Linked DNA regions of Mus musculus: all the other regions are linked to region 2. A link is a contact called in public promoter capture Hi-C data. All regions are on one chromosome and are shown on one strand. The core of a region is the stretch at or near the end of the contact, and the rest is flanking DNA. Distances in the headings are between cores, read along the strand shown.

The links. Promoter capture Hi-C pulls out the DNA fragments that hold promoters and counts their contacts. Capture Hi-C pulls out chosen DNA fragments and counts their contacts.
Region 1: a promoter capture Hi-C map of liver shows a contact between it and region 2, with 2.8 times the contacts expected there. The contact joins the promoter of Rprd1b here to the promoter of Samhd1 in region 2. A contact is called at or near these places in 2 of 39 promoter capture datasets (both in liver) and 3 of 115 datasets of contacts at active chromatin or transcription factors (bone marrow-derived macrophages, cardiomyocytes and extraembryonic endoderm stem cells).
Region 3: a promoter capture Hi-C map of adipose tissue shows a contact between it and region 2. The contact joins the promoter of Scand1 here to the promoter of Samhd1 in region 2. A contact is called at or near these places in 8 of 39 promoter capture datasets (the 3T3-L1 cell line, the HPC-7 cell line, cranial neural crest and 4 more), 1 of 115 datasets of contacts at active chromatin or transcription factors (memory CD8 T cells) and 1 of 9 other capture datasets (adipose tissue).

Annotation. Positions count from the first base shown.
Region 1 is chr2:158,027,188-158,029,887 of GRCm38.p6, forward strand. It overlaps Rprd1b (regulation of nuclear pre-mRNA domain containing 1B), which reads left to right and starts at 1,310. Exons shown (of 7, transcript NM_001291134.1): 1 at 1,310-1,858. The coding sequence starts at 1,708. Tti1 (TELO2 interacting protein 1) reads right to left here and starts at 1,247. Exons shown (of 8, transcript NM_029282.2): 1 at 1,187-1,247.
Region 2 is chr2:157,133,743-157,136,442 of GRCm38.p6, forward strand. Samhd1 (SAM domain and HD domain, 1) reads right to left here and starts at 1,354. Exons shown (of 16, transcript NM_018851.4): 1 at 1,137-1,354. The coding sequence starts at 1,347.
Region 3 is chr2:156,311,320-156,314,019 of GRCm38.p6, forward strand. Scand1 (SCAN domain-containing 1) reads right to left here and starts at 1,385. Exons shown (of 2, transcript NM_020255.3): 1 at 1,183-1,385; 2 at 527-1,083. The coding sequence starts at 1,029. The coding sequence ends at 601. Cnbd2 (cyclic nucleotide binding domain containing 2) reads left to right here and starts at 1,154. Exons shown (of 13, transcript NM_027585.2): 1 at 1,154-1,480. The coding sequence starts at 1,214.

The DNA.
Region 1 (2,700 bases), core at 60-2,559, 890 kb after region 2:
TTAAAATAGTAACATCTGGATACATAGACTTAGTACAAAGGGTACTCAGAACATGAGTTACTCAGTACTCAGCAACTATTTAGATGAGGTCTCAAAAGCCCGAGCTTTTTTGTAAGGTGGGGTCTTAAAAGCTGGTCTGGAATTTACTGCACAGACCAAGCTGGCCTGGAACCCTCAGGAGAACCACCTGCCTCTGCCTCCCTATATCATTATAAGGTGTTGACTTGTGCGTTAATTCAATCAGCTATGAATTCAGCTTTGATTCCAGATGCTGGGACACACTTAGATACACTCTCTTCATTCAGATCTTAGCTCTGTGAGCTTGAAACTTATGTGATCACCACACCTCTGTAACCTGTTTCCTCAGTTGTTAAACCGTGAGACGATAACACTTACCTCATAGCTTTGAAAAGTGTCTAGCACATAGAAACTTCTCAACTACACTAGCTATGATCATGATGCACTCCAGGTGAAGAAGGGTCAAAGCATGTATATTAGGGACAGAGAAGTTAAGAAAACCAGGCATCAACTATAGGAATGTCTTTTAGGCTGGGAGGGGACTCACATCTAATAAGTTCAACAACGTCAGGGAGTTGTAGGTATGTGTGTTGGGGGGGGGGTGCACGCACAGAGGACGTCAGGTGTCCCGCTCAATCACTCTCCAGCTTATTCTTTTGAGACTGAGTCTTTCACTGAACCTGGAGTTAAGCAGGCATCTAGCAAGCTCCGGCGATCTTCCTGTCTCAGCCCCAGAACACTGAAGTTACAGACCTGGCCCACCAACTTGGGCTTTTTAATGATGGGAACACAAATCCTCATTCTTGCATAGCAAGCACTTGGAGCCATCACACCCCTCCAAAAAAAAAGTTGTGTGTGTGTGGGGCCAGACTCAGTAGAGGTCAGTAGACGGCGCAGTTCCACCAGGTGAGAAAAGGGGTATCACTTCGGAAGTCAGAACAGGAACCAAAGTGGGGAGCCCTGCCAAGAGTTCGTGTCTTTAAAGGAACTAGAGGAGCGCTGGGGAGAGGGGCCCAGGCACGGAGGGAGGTGTGGCCTAGGCCAGCCACCAAAGCGACGCGGCCCTTCCCACACCCAGCTCCCGCGCTTCCTGCCTCAGTGTGTCCTAAGGATTCGTTTCTGGACGCTCCTAAGCGGCTGGGCTCCCTTACACTCCCGCCACTCTTACCTCGTCTTCCAGTCTTTCCCTCACTCTCCCGCCTCCTGCACCCTAGGCGGAAATGACGACTAAGTAGTGCGTCGCGCCGCGCCAGAAAGGTTCTGCGGAGCGGGAAAAAGGGTTCCGGTGAGGCTCACTGCGCCGGCGCGCGGGCGCGAGCGGTTAAAGCGCATTTTCGGTGTTCGAGGACCTGGATTTGTTCCCTCGGCCTGGCCGGCTAGAAGTCAGGGACCAAGGATACTGCCGCCTCCTAAGGATCGTTTTCCTCCGGCTCCGAAGCCTCTCGGCGCCCGGCTGTGGCCCTTGCCCTTTGACCCCCGTGGCGGCGGGGTGAGAGGTCGGGTGGCCATCTTGTGGCGGCGGCGCGGGCGGCTGTTACTGCGGAGACCTGTCCCCTCCCCCCACCTGGTACCCCGAGCTGTCTGTCAGTCGGCGGAGAGCCCTGCAGCCTGTCAGCGGAGGCCTGGGCCGAGTGCGGTCGCTTTCCCCGTCTCATCGGGCGGCCCGGGCTGCTCCCCACCACCGCCACCATGTCCTCCTTCTCAGAATCGGCGCTGGAAAAGAAGCTCTCAGAGCTGAGCAACTCTCAGCAGAGCGTGCAGACCCTCTCCCTGTGGCTCATCCACCACCGCAAGCACGCAGGACCCATCGTCTCCGTGTGGCACCGCGAGCTCCGCAAAGGTGATCACCCGCACCCCGGCTCTCCCATGGCTGTGTTCCCTCATCCACTCTCCCGCAGCCCTGTGGCTTCTTAAGCCTTGTTTTGCAGGCCTGGGGCTCTGATGGAGGGTCTGAGGTTGGAAACGGTGTTATTTTATGACTTGGAGAGGGAAACTGAGGCCCGGTAAGGTATGGGAGATTCGTCTGAAGTTCCAAGGGCGCAAATGCCCAGACTTGAAGTTACTCAGCTCCTTCCCTCATCAGGCTTCCCCCTCACACCTTACGACAGTTGTTTTTGTTTTTGTTTTAAATCGTGGCTGTGTTTGGAGCTGGGAGCCCCGTGTTGGGCAATTGGAATACGATCCAGCCGTCTCTGGTCAGACTGCCCACATTAAGACCTGGTGCAAACGTGTTCTAGCTAAGTGATCCTGGGAACGTTTCTTCATATCCTTGTGCCGGTGTATTCTAATCTGTAAAACGGATACAAACTTACCTGTACTTCCAAAGCCTTGACTCCGTGTTAGTTACTATCCATAGACTTGAGAACAGGATGGTAAATTGGGTAGCCTTCTGCCCTTGCCACTAAATTCAGACTCTCACGATATTCCCCGAGCGCTACCTGTTTCTTGCCAGGCCCGGTGTTGGATGCAAGTTGTTTCTGGCTACTGTCTGGAAGTTAAGTCTATCTGTCACTGAACCCAACAGTTTAACCTCTATGTCCTTTATTCCTTATATAGAAAATGGAGATGATGGTAGTTTATGTTATTGTGGCTTTATTATGTGCTGCTATCTTTATGCGGGTTGCTTTTGTTTTTGCTTTGGGACAGAACCTTTAGCCTTTACAGGTCTGGATCTCCCTATGT
Region 2 (2,700 bases), core at 104-2,603:
TGGATCTCTGAGTTCGAGGCTAGGCTGGTCTATAGAGACTACATAAGACAGGCCCTGTCTTACCCCACCCCCACCCCCAAAGTTACTCTTCTGTAGAGGGAGAGAAAAAGAGAAACGTGAGTTCCTATTTTTAAGCTTTCTTTCTTTTTTTTTTTTCCCCCAGAGCTGAGGACCGCACCCAGGGCCTTGCGCTTGCTAAGCACTCTACCACTGAGCTAAATCCGCAACCCCTTTTAAAGCTTTCTTAAAGTCAGTCCTTCAGTTAGGCACAAGGGGCTCCACCCCACAAGAAGTAAAGTTCACTGAATTTGAAAATCATAACCACGGAGGGGCCACTTTCCAAGCGAACACCTCCGGGGATCGATCATGCAAGGGGTTAAGCTTCACAGCCACCAACCAAGAAAAAAAAAAAAAAAAAAAAAAAAAAAAGTTGAGCAGATTCAAAGTGTTGACGGGAGCAAGACCAAGAACCAGAAGCATCCCTTAAAATTCTTAAAATTCTTGAGTGGCCAAGTTGTGGAATGTTGGGGTTTCAGTGAATAACTTGCTCTTATGTTGGAAGAGAAATTCCCTTAGTAGCACTCTGCAAATACAATGAGCACATACTGAACCCTACTAGGCTATTATGATAGTCAGTGAGAATCCAGAGATTAAGCACCTTCCCTCCCCTTTAAGGAAAACCCCAAATTCCGGGACCAGCTTCAGAGTTAAACTTAAAAGCGCTCAAAATCTCTCATGGGGCCAAGTGTTCCGGGAGCTGCGGTTAGCACAAAAGGGTCTCCCAAGCCAGGTGAGCCTGAAAGACCGCAAGCCACAGCCGGAGGTCTGGGGTAAAATCTTCTAAGAAGGGCGGGGATCGCTCCTGGCAGAAGTGACAAGTTCCCGAAAAGACCCTTCTACCAAACCTCCCTGGGCCTCTACTAGGTTCGCCGCCCAGAGTGAACCGATGGGCTTGCACTTCACCTGTGCCCACCTCGGGTAGCCCGTGTGTTCGCATCCCGACAGGGCGCCTCCTTCTCCAGCGGCGGGTTCCCGCCAGCCGCTTCCCCCAGAGACCTCCCCCTTAGGATGCCTCCCATGTGGACTCTCCCTGCTCGGCCCCACGGTGGCCATCCTTCGTCCCTCAGGCCCGCTACCTCTGAAGATGTCCAGCACTTTCTTCTCTCGGAAACCACGATTCTCTAAGAAGGAGCACACGTCCTCCGGTTCCCAGGTTCGGAGGTCGGTGTTTTGGAAGTCGTCGTCTGCAGACAGATTAGCTGTTGCAGGAGGAGTGCTCGGTGGCGTCCTTGGGCTGCCATCGCAGCGGGGTCGCTTAGCTGGCTGCTCCAAGGGTGCGCTCTGCATGGCTACCTCCGACACCCGGGGCTGCGAAGTTAAGTACCGCGGCACCGGCTCGCGCGCAGCCGCACTGACACCACACCCCAAAAGTGAGTCCATTCAGTTTTGCCAGCCTCCAGGCCTACTGCGCAGGCGCCCCGGACATCAGCCCTGGGAGCGTGGCCTCCCCGGGGCGCTCGCGCCCGGCCCATTGCGCAAGCGCAATGCCTACGCGATCGCCCTCAACTCCGCCCTTGTGTTTCTCCGAAAGGGTGGTGTTATTAGAAAAGCAAAACTGAGTTGTGGTTAAGAGTGGAGACTTTAGTGAGGACAAGGCCAAAGAGGGCATCTGGGGCTAAGGAAGGTTCACCACGCTCCAGATTAAAAAGGTCTTCTGGTGAACTGCAGGTATCTTCCTGAAACAAATACGTTTTGCCAGGTTTCAAACACCCCAAGCTGTAAACTTGTTAAAATAAAATTAAAAACAAAAAACAAAAAAACCCTATAAGGCAACAAAGCTGCCACTCCTATCCCAGAGCAGAAAACAAGGGACTGGCCCAACTGGAAAACCCTGAAGTGATTGCCAGCTGGTTGTCGGACTGTCCTGTTAGATTCCACATTCACAGTTAGTTGGCAGCAGACCGCCCTATTATTTCCAAATAGACAGTATTTTTACTAATTACTAGTCAGTGTCCAAATAGCAGGCTTTCTTTTTTTTTTTTTTTTTTTTTTTTTTTTTTGGCGTTAAGCCATTTTGGGACAGACCCCAAACTTCCCCATAAATCTTTATCCACCCATTACTAGTACAACGACCACTAATTTACGACACCTCTTCAGAAACCAAGACACATACACATCTAGGTATTTTAACGTCAGGCAGTACAAATGAGATGTTTAGTGGTGAGCCCGACAGCTGTAAGTGATGCTTAGGCATAAAATACAAGCTTGAGAGCCGGGTGTGGTGGCGCACGCCTTTAATCCCAGCATTTGGGAGGCAGAGGCAGGCTGATTTCTGAGTTTGAGGCTAGCCTGGTCTACAAAGTGAGTTCCAGGACAGCCAGGGCTACACAGTGAATCCCTGTCTCGAAAAAACAAAACCAAAAACAAAACAAGCTCGAGGCCCGATGTTCATTACCCAGCAACAAACAAACAACAGACAAACTAGAAATCGGATGAACCAAAATATTCTTAGCAAACAGTGCTGATGTGATCAGGGCCCTGTTCTAAAGGCTTTACAAACATTCATTTAACGAATTTCAGATGTAGGAAAGTGAAGTATAAAAGCTGGGAGAGAGGGCTGGAGAGATGGCTCAGTGGTTAAGAGCACTGACAGTCCTTCCAAAGGTCATGAGTTCAATTCCCAGCAACCATATGGTGGCT
Region 3 (2,700 bases), core at 135-2,634, 820 kb before region 2:
ATCAGTTCTGTTGCTTGAGTTTGTTTTTGAGAGGGTCTACATAGCCCTGGCTGGAACACACTATGTAAAAACCAGGCTGGCCTCAGAGACCCTCCTGCCTCTGCTTCCTGAGTGCTGAGGTTTAAAGTATGAGTCACAACAACCAACTAAATAAAGCATTTAATAGGGCCAGTTATTTTACTGCTCAGCTTCGAAACCGCTGTGTACTGCCATCTGCTGAAGCTCGGATACTAGATAGTGTGAGGCAGAGGGGAGAATAGAAGGCTAGAAAACTGAAACCTCATTAACATGGCCTTTTGCAAAACAAAACTCATGCAGGTTTAGAAAAACTGAATGTGGTCTAGATCTAGGTAGATTTCCTGCCTAAGGGCACAGCTTCGCGCAAATGCAGTGGTCCAGGAATAGCTAATCAAAAGCCTTAATCTTACAGGTTCCCAGAATCCTCTAGCTATCAGCTGGAAAGGTGGGCAACAAGTTCGTAAAATAAACCCAATAAATAAAGAACGAACGCAAGACACAGCAGACATGGGAGCTGTCAAAATTCAACTTTTATTAACTCAGGGGTAGGGTGTCAGTCCAGGGAGCCCCAGGCTCCGCCGCTCAGCCGGTGATGCGCACGTCCGCGCGGCGCCGCAGCCGCCGAGCCCGGGCCGCCTCCGGTAGAATGGCCTGCAGCTGCTCCTGCACCAGCATCTCCACGATCTGCTCCTTGGTGCGGATGTCCGGCCGCAGCCACTGGCGGGACAGCTCCCGCAGCTGCCGGAAGGCTTCCCGGGGCCCGGCCGCGTCCTGGTAGCGAAACTGCCGGAAGCGCTGGCGAAAGGTCTCGGGGCCGGGCCGAGAGGCTCCGGGCCGCAGGGCGGCGTCAGCGTAGGGCGCCGTGTTCAAAGCTGCGGGCGCGCCGGGGAGCTCCGGGGCCGGGGAGCTCCCGGAATCGGGCGACGGGGCCGCACAGTCGCCGGCTCCTTCCTGCTGCTCGGGAGGCGCCGCGGGGCTTTGGGGGTCCTGGCTGGGCTGCGGCGCCGCCATGACTACGGCTGTTGGCGTCCCCCTTTGTTTCGCAGTCCGGCGCCTCGCCTGCGTCTGCACCGGAAGGAGGTAACAGAGGGCCGCTGAAGGGCAGGGCCCGGGCACCCCAGCGGGACGCGGACTCAGGACAGGCTGCGGGCAAGCCCAGCTTACCTCGACCCGCGAAGCTCCTCGGTGGCCGGAAATGAACCGATCCGCGAATCCGGAAGCCGCCTCCTCTACCAGTCACGTGAAGTTTGATCTGGGGAAGTCCGTAGACATCAGCTCTACTGACACTAAGGATGGCGGCACTGCAAGGTCCCCATTGGAGCCGGCGGACAAGTCGGACACGACAGAGTCGAAATCTGAGTCGGGATCGGATTCCAGATCAGAGGAAGACAAGGAGAGTCCGGCCTCGATTAAGGAGATAAAGGCGGAGACACCCCAACCGAAGGACCGCCCTGGCGTGCAGGTGACCTGCGCCTCCTAGGGTAGATGCTGGTCCCTACTTGACCAGGCAGGATCTGGGGGTAGCGCTGACAGTCCTGGGTAAAGGAGGGTGATGGTTGGCTAGGGGATTGTCGGAGCTTGGGCGGATGCCCTGGGTGGGACAGCGGGACAGGGGCTCCAATTACTTTTAAAAAGATCTCTCAAGCCCGTAATCCTAGAGCTAAAGGACACCTCCTGAGCTATAAATTGAGCTGAGAATCTCATTAAACACACACACACACACACACACACACACACACACACACACACACACACACACATATACTGTCGCCTGCATAGGTGCAATTGATTTCACTTTATTTTGAGAAGGACAAAGTATTTGGGCAAGAGTCTTCAGACTTTCCTGCCCCCAAACAAGTGCTCAGGGCTTCTTTGTCATTGTTTTTGCTTGTCCTCGAAAACCAAGAGAAAGAGATTCAGTGGGTACTACTTTAACTTTAAGATTAATAAGTGGGGGGCTGGAGAGATGGCTCAGTAGTTAAGAGCACTGACTCCTCTTCCAGAGGTCCTGAGTTCAATTCCCAGCAACCACATGGTGGCTTACATCTACAATGGGCTCTGATGCCCTCTTCTGGTGTGTCTGAAAAGAACAGCGGTGAATACATAAAATAAGTAAATACATCTTTGAAAAAAGTTTAATAAGTAAACTGTAATTAACGATGTCCCAGATGGTGGCCATTAGCTTCTTGTATTTACTGAATCTTTGAAAGGTAAATACCCCGAAATTGAGATGTATTAAAATGTAGAATTACGCATGTGTCTGTAGGAAAAGAAAAATATTTTGTATTTATTACATATTTGAGTATGTTATGTAATTTTGTATATATGGGGGTCAAATAAACTATATTATTAAATTTTACCTGTGTCTTTTTACTTTTAAAATACAACTACTTTGAAATTTTTAAATTACACATACAGTTTATAGTATATCTTTGTTGACTAGCTGCTGTCTAGAGTGTCGGAATCAGGTGTCAGGAAACATCTTTTCTTTGCTTTAACACCCCCAGCAATAAATAGTGCCTGCCTCACAGTTGTCAGGTGGAGTAAATCAAGCTCTGGAAAAGACAGAGCTTTCAGAGCTAGGGAGATGGAGCGGTTGGTAAGGATGCTTGGGATGATGGGATGAGATGAGCGTGGTACCCAAGCATTGTGAGTCCACAGCTCTGGGCAGCCCACGAAGTT